2 separate regions of the Mus musculus genome follow, and region 1 is linked to region 2. The links are chromatin contacts, called in public ChIA-PET maps. All regions are on one chromosome and are shown on one strand. Each heading gives the region's core, a stretch centred on a gene start, on an enhancer-like site or on the middle of the called end of the contact. The rest is flanking DNA. Distances are from core to core; before and after follow the strand shown. Region 1 holds the start of Inpp5d (inositol polyphosphate-5-phosphatase D). Region 2 holds the start of Gigyf2 (GRB10 interacting GYF protein 2).

Evidence for each region. ChIA-PET counts read pairs in DNA pulled down with a chosen protein or histone mark.
Region 1: an RNA polymerase II ChIA-PET map of memory CD8 T cells shows a contact between it and region 2, with 39 read pairs. The contact joins the promoter of Inpp5d here to the promoter of Gigyf2 in region 2. A contact is called at or near these places in 7 of 39 promoter capture datasets (the 3T3-L1 cell line, embryonic stem cells, hippocampal neurons and 3 more), 1 of 484 Hi-C or Micro-C datasets (CD4 T cells), 9 of 115 datasets of contacts at active chromatin or transcription factors (acute myeloid leukemia, effector CD8 T cells, embryonic stem cells and 6 more) and 2 of 9 other capture datasets (adipose tissue and macrophages).

What each region holds. Positions count from the first base shown.
Region 1 is chr1:87,618,575-87,625,835 of GRCm38.p6, reverse strand. Inpp5d (inositol polyphosphate-5-phosphatase D) reads right to left here and starts at 5,524. Exons shown (of 27, transcript NM_010566.3): 1 at 5,205-5,524. The coding sequence starts at 5,347.
Region 2 is chr1:87,321,446-87,329,094 of GRCm38.p6, reverse strand. It overlaps Gigyf2 (GRB10 interacting GYF protein 2), which reads right to left and starts at 2,097. Exons shown (of 29, transcript NM_146112.4): 1 at 2,003-2,097.

The sequences.
Region 1 (7,261 bases), core at 4,275-6,774, 290 kb before region 2:
AGAAATGAAAAAGGTAGGGCCAGTGAGGTAGCTCAGAGGGTAAGGGTACTTGTCATTAAGCCTGACTATCTGAGTTCAGTCCCTGGGACCCACATGGTAGAAGGAGCGAACTAACTCCTGAAGTTGTCTTTTGGCTGACACACACACAGTGTGCAAATGTACACATGCACACACACACACACACACACACACACACACACACACACACACACACAGAGAGAGAGAGAGAGAGAGAGAGAGAGAGAGAGAGAGAGAGAGTAACTAGAAGAGAAACTGGACCCTCACAATGTCTGGTTAGAGCTCTAGCTGAGCACAAGAGTTCAGTACTTCCTCAAAACGCTAAACATAAAAATCACCACATGACCCAGCCCTGCCTCTCACTCCCCAAGACTCCTGCAAACAGACATCCACACAGAGCCTGGTTGATGAATGTTCACAGCAACTGTTGTTCAAAACAGTCAAAAAGTAAGAACAGTGCAAAACGCCACTCAACCGGGGAATGTGGTGTGTCCACACAGTGGGTTATCAAACCATTGGATGCCTGCTACAATTCAATGAGCATAGGGCATTGTGCTAAGTGGACAGATCCAGATGTCAAAAGCTGCACGCCATATAATTTCACATACACAAAATGCAAGAGTCAGGCAAATCCTTAAAGGCAGAAAGTAGACTGGCTCTTTCCAGAGGTCAGAAGAAAAGCAAGCAGCTGCTCACATGTGTGTGTGTGGGGGGGGGGGGCAGTTCTTCTGGGAATAATGAGAACTCTCTGAAATTAGATGGTGGTGTCAGTTGCGTAACTCTGTGACCATTACTAAGGACCATTGAACCACAAACTAGAATGTGGATGGGTGACTTAACAGTGGGTACCTTAACCTCAGCTGAGGCACTGTAAAGCCAGTGAACTGGTCTGGCCAGCCTCTCTTTGGAGCTGGGGTTCTAGGTGTCTTGCTGACATGACACAAGAGATTCCAGGCAGCTCCAGAGTCTTGCTCCTTGGGACTACGTGGCCTGGCATGAATTGGGTAACGATAGCAGTTCTTGTTCCATCTCTGTGGCAGGCAGAGAGATGGGATCGTTAAGAAGTGCTAATGGCCTTGCGTTGTAGGTGAATTTAACCTATGCGCCTAAGCCAGTGCCTACCCTGTACCTGGGAAGACAGCTCCAGGGTACTGGGTATGGGCAGAAACATAGTCACTCTGCCACTTACATAAATGATACAATAGGCCTTAAATAGGCCCTCCTGGGTTCAGCCCTTCCTCCTGGTCTTGGACACAATGAGTCTTCAAGAGCATCCTTCTCAAACAAAGGCCTTTTCTCATGTTTCTCAGGAGCCCATAGGCCTTCAGCTCTGGGTTCTGCCTATGCAGGTATTTCCCTCATTTGCCTTTGATGCCAGATATGGAAAACAGTGCCACACTGTGTTTGCACAAAAGCCATTATCATGCTGTGGAAACCTTATAGACATTTTCAATGGAGGATGGGGAGGGGAGATGACCTCATGCCCTGACTCCCTCTGCTAGGCATTTTCACCCTCACCAACTCCTTCTCTGCAGTTCTCTTCCTACCAAAGAACAAGTGTGAGACAGTATAAGTGTGTGATCTTCACCCTGCTCTCCAGTAGTCCTAAAAGCAGGGCCTGTTTTTATCTCCCCTGGCAGGCTTATCACACCCAGTGTCTGGTCACACCGTTTCTTTCAAAAGACTAGAATGCCTTCTCTGAGGGCAGTTTTGGTTGTAAATGTCCCATGCCTTTTCTCCTTTCTTTCTGCACTGCCAGAGCTACCAAGGCTATTGGCATTCTATCCCTGGGACAGAGCTTACCCCACCACCAGGCCTGGGTGCACTATGGAAGACCACTTGCTTAGGGAATCCTTCATCGGGGCTGGACCAGAGGCAACCATATTCTCCCTGCAAGGGAGGAAGCACTCCAGAGTAGTTTAGGGGAAATGCCATTCACATAGACAACAGTCATCTTGACCAAGTTGAATCTGGCCTTGTCATCTCTTTTAGAAAGAGCAAGTTGTTTCCAAGTGCTGGGTCATCATTCAAATTCTTGCTATGTAGCTTCAGCAATAAGAAGCTACTGGGATGACCCACAAACCCGGCATCTGCTGAGCTACCCTCAGAAGCATTGTCTTCTCTGCAACACATGGTGTAGCTGCGCTGTCCCTGCTCATGAGACTCTTAATAGGTCTCCATCCACCTGGCTAATACCCCACAACAGGGTGCACAGGCTCCTGGGAAGGGAGCTGACATCACGGAGGAACTGAGTACAAATGAGTGAAGGTGACACAGGCTCTACTCAAGTGAAGGTGATACAGGCCCCACTCAAAAGGCACACATTCCCTTTCAAGGAAGGTAGAACAGAACTCCAGTCATACTAGCAAGGTCTCCCCAGGCCAGTGCTCCGGGGCCCCAGTGTAACTCCAGACTCCCCTAAACCAAGGCTCTCTGAATGATGACTGAGAAGAAAGAAAAGCCTTCTTGCTTGGTGATAAGTGACAGGATTGATCTCTCTGAAGGAAACAAAGGTCAATGTGTGGGGTGAATGTGCACTCGTGTCACGTGGGTGGAACTGAATTGCAACCTTGTCTTTAAGCATTTACCTCCCTCTCCCATGTCATGTCTAGTCAAATCTCAGAGCAGGAAGGTTCTCCTCACAATGCTGCATTCTTCCCAGAGGGCCAAACAAACCCAACACATGCACTGGGCCCCTGTTGGTGTCCCTTCGGTCACAAGAAGGAACATGGATGGAGTCCCAGCGGCACCTGACCCACAGCTGCCTGCCCCAGAGCCCACACAGACTGGCTGATGTCCAGCAAGACACCACACGTGCCAAATCTATCACTCCTGAAACCAAAGAGAACTCAGCTGCCCTGTATCCCACATGTACCCCATGCCCCATCTCTCCTTCACAGCCCCATCTCTGACCTCGACCTTGTTGCTGTCCTACAAGCTGCTGACTTATCTTCTTGGGCAGGAGCCTGGACTCTGGCCAGGGCAGATGGCGAGGGGGCAGCGATGAGGTGGGGGAGGTTCCATCATCCACAGAGAACAGGAGAAAGTAAGGATCTAAAGTTTGTTTTTTTCAGGAAGTTAAGTCTCTTTGCATGAAAAGGCAGGCTTCTAACAATTTTTCAAATTAAAAAGTATGCCTGTCCTACATTTTTTGTTTTTTTGTTTTTTTTCGAGACAGGGTTTCTCTGTGTAGCCCTGGCTGTCCTGGAGCTCACTTTGTAGATCAGGCTGGCCTCGAACTCAGAAATCTGCCTGCCTCTGCCTCCCGAGTGCTGGGATTAAAGGTGTGCACCACCACTGTCCTGCCTTTCCTACATTTTTAGGGTGTGTGTGTGTGTGGGGGGGGTCATTATAGAACACTGAGGTTGTGGTAGTCATTCCTTTAGTTTGAAAATCTCCGTGTCATCTTTGCTTTGCTTGGACTTAAGACAGCTGAGGCAGGGGAGTCAGATGAAGAAAAAAGGCAAGGTCTGTGTTGCCCGAAGGTCCTCCAAGATCCCTTGGTCTTGGCTCAGGCTCCTTCTGCTCTGACTCCAGCCTTCCAGATGCTGCCAGTTTAGCACAAGAGAACCCATACCGTGGTGTGCATTTGTAACCAATGCATACAACAGTCTCTCAGCCCATAGCCAACTCCCAACAGAATTGCCCTTGGCCCAAATCCCACTGGGACAGAAAAAAATATAACTGGGTTAGTAGAGTCAGGCTGAGCTTGTGACACACTGAAAAGTACCTTCCTGCCCTCTTTCCTTTCAGGGCCTCTCACTGGTAGATTCCCCAAGAGACAGTGCTTTGGGGAGGTCCAGGCCACCTGCAGTGCTTCTCCTGAAATATGCTGGTGGGTGTGCAGGAAGCTGGCTGCTAACTCCACCAGCACAAGATGCTCAGCCAGCCGTGAGCCTGTACGGGCTTCTAGTGCCCCTGCCCCCAACTCTGTGAACACTCTAGCTCCTCTTACTTCCATTCAAGTCCACTGGCATGCCTAGCCTGATGGTGGTAGGAGGTAGGCAGCACAAGCTAGTGGTCTCTGGGAGCAAATGACCGACCTTATCCTCGATGTTTGTAACCTGTCCAGCCCTCATGGTCCTTAATCGCAGGTCTAGGTGTTCATAGAACCCACACTCCTGGCTCTCTTGAAGATGAAACTAGCCAACAAATGCCTAGCACAGCAGGTCCCAACATGAGTCAGAGCTCAGAACAGTCTGTGGTCAGTCACCCACTTCCCTCCTGCATGAAGATTGGGGGGGGGGCAGCTAGCTGCTCTGAAAGATCTTTCTCTCAGTCCAGGGACAATCTATCAGATGGTACCTGTGCTGTTCAAGTAGGCACACCCTTCCTGACAGTGTTCCTGCCCTGCTCCAGCCTGAAGCCTGGACAGGGTCTGACCACAGGACTATAGGGGTGGCGGCCTTCCTCAGAAGACGCTAGACGGACGGAGTGTTAAAAAGGAACCTTCAGCAAGTGGCTGTTTCCTCTGTTGTTAGGATAACCAGCATATTCAGCAACATCTTCACACTGGGCTGTGGGGGGGTACCAACGGGGGCAGAGACCTGGATAGGGAGGGACATAGCTGAGTGCAAGGAGGGACAGAGACCTACTCAGAGAGCAGCTCTGTGGCTTCCTGTGTCCTTGCAGCCTAGAGTAAAATGTGTACACGAGGAATCCTATCCTGATTAAATGCACCCCGGACTCAGCTCCCCAAATAGAATTAGCTCTAAGACCACATACTAGCAGGGTGGAGGAGGGGACCCTTTTGCCAAGGTTGCCCTTCACTGAGTCCCTGACTGACGCTTGAGCTGACCAAAATGCATTCCAATACACCCTCCACCAGAGAGGCCTGAGTTTCTTCCTGACTCTGTCCCTGCTCCTGCCACAGGAACTCACGGAGACCCCTGGCACCACAGGTCATGGAGGGCTGCAGTATAGGGGAGGCCCAGAGTCACTCAGAGAGCCCTAGCACCACACAAGCCTGTCATGACACAGGCTCCCTGAACTCGAACGCCAAGGTCCAAAGTGGGCCTCAGATGCTGCCCCCCCTTCTCCCCTCCCCACAGGGCAACGAAGTGCCAGTCACGTCCCACCATCCTATGACATAAACCTAACTCAAACTCCCATTACAGGGGTTCCCCCTTTGGATCCACACCTCAGTGGTCCCTGGATCTGACAGTTGGGAGGAGACGGGTACTCACAGCACGCAGAGTGCGTAGGCCCGGGGGATGGACTCGCTGGCACGCACAAGGAAGCTCCCGTCCTTGCCGGCTCTGGAAAGTAGCTCCTCTGCCTTGGAGCGGGTGATGTTGCCATGGTTCCACCCAGGGACCATGGCAGGCATGGGTCTCCTGGACTGGGTCAGCAGCCACTCCCAGGACGGACACTCCAGCAAAGTAGTTCAGGGCCCTCTCTAGGCTGAGACCTGCCGCCTGTTGCCTCTCAGAAATTGCCTCTGCTGCTCCTACCAGCTTAACTGACTGACTTCCTGTTTCAGGCACTCAGCGAGGGAGAGGAAACTGAGCTGCACAGAACTTCCTCATTATAGAAACCAAGTGGGGGGGGGGCATCATCTACCTTCCCACCCAGCCAGCACTGGCTGCCTGCTCCACCCTCTCACTCACTGGCTCTCTATTTCCCCTGAATGGGACCTAACCTCCAGAAGCGTCCATTATCAGCCGAAGTTCCACACGAGGGACGCAAGGGCTCTTTTAGCGTCAGGTTTCATGGCTGACTTCTCAAGCCTGGCCCAACATTTGTGAATAGGCCAAAGGCATGGCTCTCAGAAACCTTTGCTGATGTCCACAAGGGTGGTCACAGTTTTCCCCAGCGCCACCCAGCATACTTGTGATGGTGAGCTTTAACTGTCAACTTGACACAACATAGGATTGCCCAGGAAGAGAATCTCCATGAGGGAACGTCTGCATTGGGCTAGCCTGTGGATACATCTGTAGGGGTTGTTTTAATGAAGCTAGTTGATGTCAGAAGACCCAGCCCACTGTGAGCAACACTATTCCCTAGCTAAAACAGTCTGGTTTGGCCCCTCTGGACCTCTGCTGGGCACCTGGGGCTCACGGAAGGGCTTACATGTCCCTATGGTGCAAGCTGGCCACTTTGGTGATATATGTTACCGCGTTCTGCACTGCAGAAGCCCAAATGGCCAGTCAGGCTATTCCCTCTGTGGCTAGACATGGCTATGTTTGCTCACCCCTTAAAGGTCACCGTTCAGTACTAGCTGAGTTCTGCAGGTACTAAGGTAGCCACTGTCCCTTTGATCCCAGAGCTGGGTGACCTTGTTCCTCAGGCCAGGCCCACCAAGGGAAGTGCTGGCTTACGGCAGAAGTGGTGATTGTTCACTCCTTCATCTGAACCTTGTCACGTTAGATGTGACAACAGACCTAAGCCAGGCACCCCCCTACACACACATGCACGCACATACTGGAGCTTGGTTGAGCTTATCGCTCTCAGCCTCAGTTTTCTTTAGACTGCAGGGTGTAATTCAGAAAGGAGCTCTGGTGTGTGGAGGACATGGGAGCTGTGTTGATGTCATCCATGGCAGGAGCTTGGGGCCTGCAGGGCACAGCTGGTGGGAAATCTGAGAGTGGGTAGAGTACTCCAGCCAGGTCCTGAGCCAGAGGGAGGGGACATGGTCTCGACAAGAGCTCACGTCTACATTCTGATTTTGCCACCTGGAGGCTGAAGATGTTAACTCTAACTCTACAAGGGACCCTTCATGGAGTCCTCTCAAGTTCACAGTACCCCATGCAGCCCTCCTTAGGAAATCTCTGTCTAACACATTGTCTTAGTCAGGGTTTCTATTCCTGCACAAACATCATGACCAAGAAGCAAGTTGGGGAGGAAAGGGTTTATTCGGCTTACACTTCCATACTGCTGTTCATCACCAAAGGAAGTCAGGACTGGAACTCAAGCAGGTCAGGAAGCAGGAGCTGATGCAGAGGCCATGGAGGGATGTTCTTCATTGGCTTGCCTCACCTGGCTTGCTCAGCCTGCTCTCTTATAGAGCTAAGACTACCAGCCCTGAGATGGTCCCACCCACAAGGGGCCTTTCCCCCTTGATCACTAATTGAGAAAATGCCTTACAGTTGGATCTCATGGAGGCATTTCCTCAACTGAAGCTCCTTTCTCTGTGATAACTCCAGCTGTGTCAAGTTGACACAAAGCTAGCCAGTACAATTGACCCCTTGTCAACTTGACACACAAACACATCACTAGTAAGCCTCAACCCTTACAATCTTAT
Region 2 (7,649 bases), core at 848-3,347:
TTAGCTTACCTGTAAAGTCTCCTCACAGGACTAAATTTAAAAATTAACCCTTCCCACAATTGTTATCCAGTCCCCCTATCTCTCTTCTTTTTCTTTTTCCCGTTACTCCTACATAAACAGATGGTCCCTACACAGAAATGTTCAACTTAACAAGAGTTTGCACTCTACTATGAGGTAAAAACAATATGGACTCAGTAGAAATCATTCTTCATATTTCTAATTATGATTTCTTCCTGAGTTAACAATATGTATGTAGTACAATACTCCCTGGCATTGCTGGCTAGGACCAGAGAGTCACAAAATCACATAAAATCTAACCATACAAGCGGGAGATGATCAAGATTCTATAGGAGGCTTTGCTGTTATTAATGGGCAGCAGACTGATAGCTTTAAATGCAATTTCAGCTTACATACTTCAACTTTCAATCAATTTAAGGGACACAGCCCAATCATCACATCAAGAAGTATTTGTATATTTTTACTTAAGTATTTAGATGTCCAGAAGTGAGCGCAACACAAACAGAAATGTTTGTCCCTCAGCATTCACACTACATACTGTAGTACTTGTAGTCAAACAGAAAAGAAAGGAAAAGACAAGAATGGCAGCATACAGTACATAATCTCTTCTTCCCCAGCCACAAAACTCTAAATCCTTTGTCAAGTACCAAAAAAGGTATGGTCTTTTTCTTTCTAGCAAATCACCAACATCTTCAACGTTGGTATTTTTCCAGACATATGTCACTTCTAAATGTTTTCCTAGTGTCTTCTTATGTGACAGTGAAGTACATATCCCAGTCTAGGCAATCTAAAAGCTGCTACATTAGGGAAATATCATTAAATGAAGACAAAGTATATGTTCTAACCAAAAGGAAAAATTCTGCCAGTCAGAGCCACAAAAAAGGATGAAAACTCATGTACAAAAAGTAGGATAATAGTTTTTGTAATTTAGGAAGTCATTTGTTACTAAAGAGGAGTAACTACATAAGGAAGACTACAATCCCTGTATACAACACTCTGAAACATAATTACCTATAATTCAAGGTAGATGGGACTAGGTGGGAAGCCATCACTGATTGAGTCCCTTCATTTCTTAAGTTATGTTGGAATACTTACCTTCCTAATAGAACCACTAGGTGTGTTTAAGTGCTTTGACTTTCGAGAAAACTGGAGGTGAGGGGAGACCGTACTAGATAAATGCAAAGCAACGTTACTGCTTCCCAAACGCGGTCACACAATCAGCTCCTTTCACACCCTTCCTTACTTGCTGGCTTGATTTATATTTCAGCTACAAAACCAAAGTGTTCAAGAGTGCTTCGTGGGAAACTGCTTGCCCATTTCAAGCCGGTATGAACATTCGGGTCCCCGGGGCTGCCCGGGGCTCTACTTTCCCAAGCCTCTCAGTCCCAGGATCAGATCATGACTCCACCTTGCCTGGGGCCTGCTCAAGACCAGTCCTCCAGCCCTAGAAGCAGTCTTCCCCAGTCCAGATGCTCGGTGGAGAAGGCAAGGGCGCACCTCCCTGGGGCAGGTGCGGGCAGGAGCGCCGGCAGGAGCAGCTGTCGGCTCGCAGCAGCTGTTAGCCGGGGTACCCCGAGGCTGTGCGGGCGACCAGCCCCGAGGAGCGGGCAGCGGAAGGCGAACCCTCCGGCCTGACACTGCCCACCCCGCCTCCCGCCTCCTCTCCTCGGCTTCCCCCGCGATGCCACGGGGGCGAAAGCAGGGGGCTGCCCTCGGCCGGGACGCTCCCTGGACTGCCGGGACCCTCGCACGGGAGGAGGCTCCTGCTGACCTCGCACCTGCCCTGTCCCCAGGTCTGACGCCCCCAGCCGGCAGCGGCCGTGGCCGCTGCCGGGCAGCCTGAGTGTGTCCATGCGGCCGGCTCGGGCCGGAGCGGCGGGGACGCGACGGTGGGCGCCGGGCCACGGCAGCTCGGGGCGCTATGGCGGGGACTGGGCGCGGGATGGCCGCGGGCAGGGGAGACACACACCGAGCCACTGGTTACCTGCGGTCCGGGACAGGAGTCTCTCAGAACCCAAGTCAATCCTCAGCCTCAACAACACAAGATGGCCGACACGTCGCCACGCACGTCACGTGACCCCGCGCGCCGCGCCGCCCCCCGCCCCGCCTACATCCCCGCCTCACTCCCTCCCTGCTCTCCAGCTTCCCACGACATCGTTCCCTTCCTCGACGGCCTGCCCCTCCCCTCGGACACGCCCCTCCCTGAGACCCGGATGCAGGGCCGGGCGAGGACGGAGCCTGAGTAGCGCAGGCGCACAGTGGGGCCTTTGGCTGCATCTCCTATGGCCCTAGAGTTGAACTGGTGTCCCTAATTGGAGCCTGGCCAGAGGCCCTATGACTCACCGTCCGATGCACCCAATCCAGTGCCCGGTTGCAGTACAAAAATCTCCACATCATTTATGAGCTGGTTTTCCAAGCTAGAACTTTTCCACAGCATTTGGTCTAGCATTTTCCTGCCAGTTGGTCCATCATGGGGCAAATGGTAAAGCTGAAATTCAAAGCAGTTTCCTTTCTTATAGAACTGGAAATTCATCCTGGAGTACTGGAATGTGACAGCTGGGAAGGTTTTAAAAGTTCCTACACCTAGCCAGGCAGTGGTGGCTCACACCTTTAATCCCAGCACTTGGGAGGCAGAGGCAGATCGATTTCTGAGTTCAAGGTCAGCCTGATCTACAGAGTTCCAGGACAGCCAGGGCTATACAGAGAAACCGTGTCTCGAAAAACTAAAAAAAAGTTACTACACCCTTCCACTACATGTGGACCTACAACCCCCTTATATATACTGCCTTCCCATTTTAGGGTTGCGAGATAACGAATAGTAAACCCGGCAATACAGAATACAGGAAATTAATCTGCTGTCTTTCTGAAACTCATGTTTAGCTGGACATACTATATACTTTGATTTGCTAAACCTGGTACATCTACCATTTCAAGTCACCCGGGTCTTTCTGGGACCATTAGTCTTTTCCTGCCTTTCTACTACCTTTGGTGTTTGGGATCCACTCAGTTTCACACAATCACTGCAAAATATCCTCCAGCATTTATCATAGGTCTTCCCATCAACATAAACTTAAGTTTCAGAACACAGTGGCAGACTCCCAACCTAGTCGTTTGGGAGCCCTGGATTCAACACTTGGAAAAAAAATACACACACACACACACACATACATACATACATATATATATATATATATATATATATATACCAACTTCCTCCTCTGCCTCCCTTCCTGAGTCTTGATTCCCTTTCAAAGAGAGACTGTATAAAAGAGCATTAAATTCAGAGAATGATCATTAATCTTGACTGTGATCATTAATCTTGACTGTCAACATGATGGGATTTGGATTCATCATGGAAACAAATATCTGAGCAAATTTATGAGAGATTATCTAGATTATGTTATTTGATGTGGGGAAACCCGAGAGTAGGTAAAGTGGAAAATACCATTCCATTCCATAAGCTAGAATTCTATAGTGTATAAGACCTAAGTGAAAAAGCTACACAGAAACATTCAAAGGTTCCATCAGTCTCAACTTCCTGACCTTGGAAGCAATGTGACTACTCCCAAGGTGGACCATACTCTTGAATTGTGAACCAAAATAAGGCCTTTGCCTCTTAAGCAAATTCTTTTGGGGTATTTTATTACAGCAACAGGAAAGGTAGCTAATACATGGGGAGAGAACAAAGGAAAAGGAAAATATGGATGACACCAGATAAGTTCAGCAGCATGAAAGTCTGAAGGGCCCATTGAAGAGCTGTATTACTGCCAGCTTCCGGTGTTGCTGACCCTGATGAGCAAGGATATGCTCTCAAGAAAAGGTGTCTTTAATTTGGTTTGGTTTGGTTGGTTGGTTGATTTTTCAAAACAGGGTTTCTCCACAAAGCTCTGGCTGTCCTGAACTCATTCTGTAGACTAGGCTGCCCTTGAACTCACATTGCTCTGTCTGCCTCTATCTCCTATGTACTGGGGCTGAGACATGTACCGCCATTACCTGGCTCACAATGAAAATTTAAGCAGGAACTCAAAGCAGAAAACATGGAAAGGGTTGCTTACAAACTTGTTCCTAGGCCCACTTCTTACAAGTATTCTTAGACAACCCAGGACTGCCTGCCCAGGGATTTTGCTGCCTGCAGTGGGCCAGGCCCTTCTACATTAGTTAACAACCTGGGCAATCCCCTATCAACAAGCCCACAGGCCAATCTAATTTAGGCAGTTCCTCAATGGGAAACCCATTCCTCTCAGATGACTCTGGGCTGTGTCAAATTGACAATTAGGGTTAATTAGAATACTGCCTTGAGTTTAAACCACAAGAAGAGGCCCATGTGTGTGGCTTTTTCATCAACAGTCCCAACTGAAGCCTCAGCCAACAGCTAGCATCAACAGCCAGAAGAGTGAGTGGAAAAAACCACTAGAGGAATCTGGCCCTGCCAGTCCGGTCATCCCAGGGCACCAAAGCCCAAGACATCATGAAGGAGAGACAAGTACCTTCATGGCACTTTGTCTGAATTCCTGATCTATTGACTCCTTCAGCATAATAAAATGGACATTTGAAGCCATTATGTCTTGCAGTAATTTGTTTACAGCAACAGAGTCTGGAACATCATGATTATGGATTAAATTGTGTCTCCCAAAAAGGTAAGCTAAGACATCCTAACCCCCAAGTACCTCAGAAAGTGACCTTATCTGAAGACCGGTCTTCATAGGCTACTCAAGATAAAATAAGATGAGTTAGGGTAGGCACTAATTTAACATGCCTGGTGCCCTGAAGAAAATAGGGAAATAAAGCCAGGCCTATAATCTCTGTGCTCAGGAAGATGAAGCAGGAGGATCACTATGAGTTCAAGGTCACTCTGAACTATATAGTAAGACTGTCTTTCAAAACTCGTGGTGGTAGGGGAGCATTGGACAAAAATACACACAAGGAGATTATCATTTGAAGATGAGGGCAGAAGTAAGGGTGATGTTTCTACAAGCTAGTAACACCAAAAATTGCTGGCAACCAGTGAGAGAGGCATGGGACAGAGTTTCTTTCACCGCCACCGAAGTCAACCTACAAACAATTTGACATCCAACTTCCAAAACAGACTTGTCTTAGTTGCTTTTCTATTGCTGTGAAAAAAAAAAAACACACACACACACACACCATGAACAAGGCAACTTACTAAAAGAAAGCTTTTAACTGGACTTACAGTTTCAGAAGGTTATAGTCGATGATGGCAGAGCAAAGGCATGGCACTACGAAATGTTAGAGCTCACATCCCAATCCACAAACAAGAAGTTGAGAGAGGATGATAGAGAATATTTGAACCTGTTCCTAGTTGTGTTGTGGCTCAGTCCTTAGCATACTCCTTTAATCCCTCTGGCTGGAATACAGACACACCCTTAGTACTCACCTTTAATTCCAAACAATGAAGTTAAAGTGAGTTTGTAGAAAAAAACATGGGAAGCACCCATGTTTGAAAGTCATGTCTAATTGAGTAGCAGAAAAAGTGATGAATTGGAGAAAGAGTAGACAGAATAGGATCTGCCCAAGGAAAGAGAAGCTACTTAAGGGAGAGACAGACAGGACAGGAAAAAGAGTATAGTCCAGGAAACAGTAGAGTTCTTGGAGAGCAATGCAGTAGAGTTGAGAGGGAAAGTAGAGTAGCACAGAGAGGGAGAGGGAGGCAGTGTTACCAGGAGAGTTTTGGGTTGTTGGTTTTTTGTTTTTTTGTTTTGTTTTGTTTTGTTTTGTTTTGTTTTTGAGACAGGGTTTTTCTGTGTAGCCCTGGCTGTCCTGGAACTCACTCTGTAGACCAGGCTGGCCTCAAACTCAGGAATTTGCCTGCCTCTGCCTCCCAAGTGCTGGGATCAAAGGCGTGCACCACCAGGCCCAGCTACCAGGAGAGTTTTACAGAGACAGATTGAAGAGAGAACATGCTAGACACAGGTAAAGACAGAGAATGAGGAAGATTAGAAAAGATTGATAGTTAGTCTGAAACCAAGTCGAACAATTCAGAGGCAGAGAGAAAAGCCGATTGACTAAATCGACTGGGAGAGGAGGTTGAGTCAGAACAGCTGAGTTGAAAAAGCCAGCTAGAATTCAGAAAGAACAAGAAAAGGTGAGTGCTTTCAGTTGTAAGTTTCAGAGGCTGCAAACATTCTAGGCATAGAATAGATTGTACTTGAACAGAGGCTAGGAGTTTCCAGAACTATGCCTAGGTTAGCAGACAAAGGCAGTAAGCCTTGGAGATGACAATCATTCAGACAAATAAAAACCACTTTTACACAAGGACACACTGGGAATGGCCAAGTCTTTTGAAACCTCAAAGCCTGCTCTCAGTGACACACCTCCTCCAACAAGACCATATCCTTAATCCTTCCTGTGATGGCTAGTCTTGGTTGTCAACTTGGCTACTTCTGGAATTGACTAGAAACCCTACTCACCGGGCACTGTGAGAGATTTTTAGTTAATTGGCTTATTTAACATGATGTCTCAGTTACTTTTATATGGCCTATTTGAAGTAGGAAGACACACCCTAAATCTGTGCCACACCTCCTTGTGGAAAAGGAAGAAAGGTTTTTTGCTCTTTGCCTGCTTGCCCTAAATCTCACTTCACTGGCATTGGGGCCTATTTCTTTGGGATTTCCACATATACTGAAGACCAACTGAGACATCCAGCCTTATGGACTAAGCAGCTACTGAATTCTCAGACTTGGTGTTGGGAGACAGGCGTTGTTGGACTATTACAGGGACACAGCCTGTAAGCCATTGCAATAAACCCTTTTTAACTATATGAACTTATACATGTATATATTATATTTATATAATATATTATATATTTAAGTATATTTATATATAATATTTAAATTAAATATGTGTTTGCATTTTATTTCTTCTGTTTGTTTAGGTAACTCTGACTAATACACTCCCTAAACCATCCCACCAACTAGATACCATGTATTAAAATATATGAGCCTTTAGGGGCCATCCTCATTCAAACTCCACACATGATTAATTTAAAATATCTGTTTTAGGGCTGGAGAGATGGCTCAGCAGTTGACTCACTGACTGCTCTGCTGAAGGTCTTGAGTTCAAATCCACGCAACCACATGGTGGCTCACAACCATCTGTAATGAGATCTGCCACCCTCTTCTGGGGTGCCTGAAAACAGCTACAGTGTACTTGTATATAATAAATAAATAAACCTAAAAAAATATATTTGTTTAAGCCACTTTGGTTATAACAGCCCTAGTAAGCTAATGCAATCATTATAAGGGTGAAAAAGACAGGGTCAGAGGTAATGTGAGCTGAGGCTCTGAGTGTTTGGAACCCCAGGTAACTGTCTGTACTCAGCAGGGAAGTAAGAAGCTCATACCTTTGGGAGGAAAGGATATTGTTGATAGAGAGAGATGTCTGGTACATTAGACTAGAAGTAGCTCATCAGAATCAGGAAAGGACCAGTTAGTAGTGCCAACTAGAGGTGGGTCAAGAGGTATGGAGCTGATGAAATTGTCTTGGATTTAGTACCTAGAAATGTCCAGACAAGAGGAACAGAAAGTTAGAAAAGAGATGATAAGATGAGGTCTGGAAAGTTTAAAAGTGGAAGCAAAGGGAAGCGAACTGTTGGTGCAGAGGCCAGTAGCCAC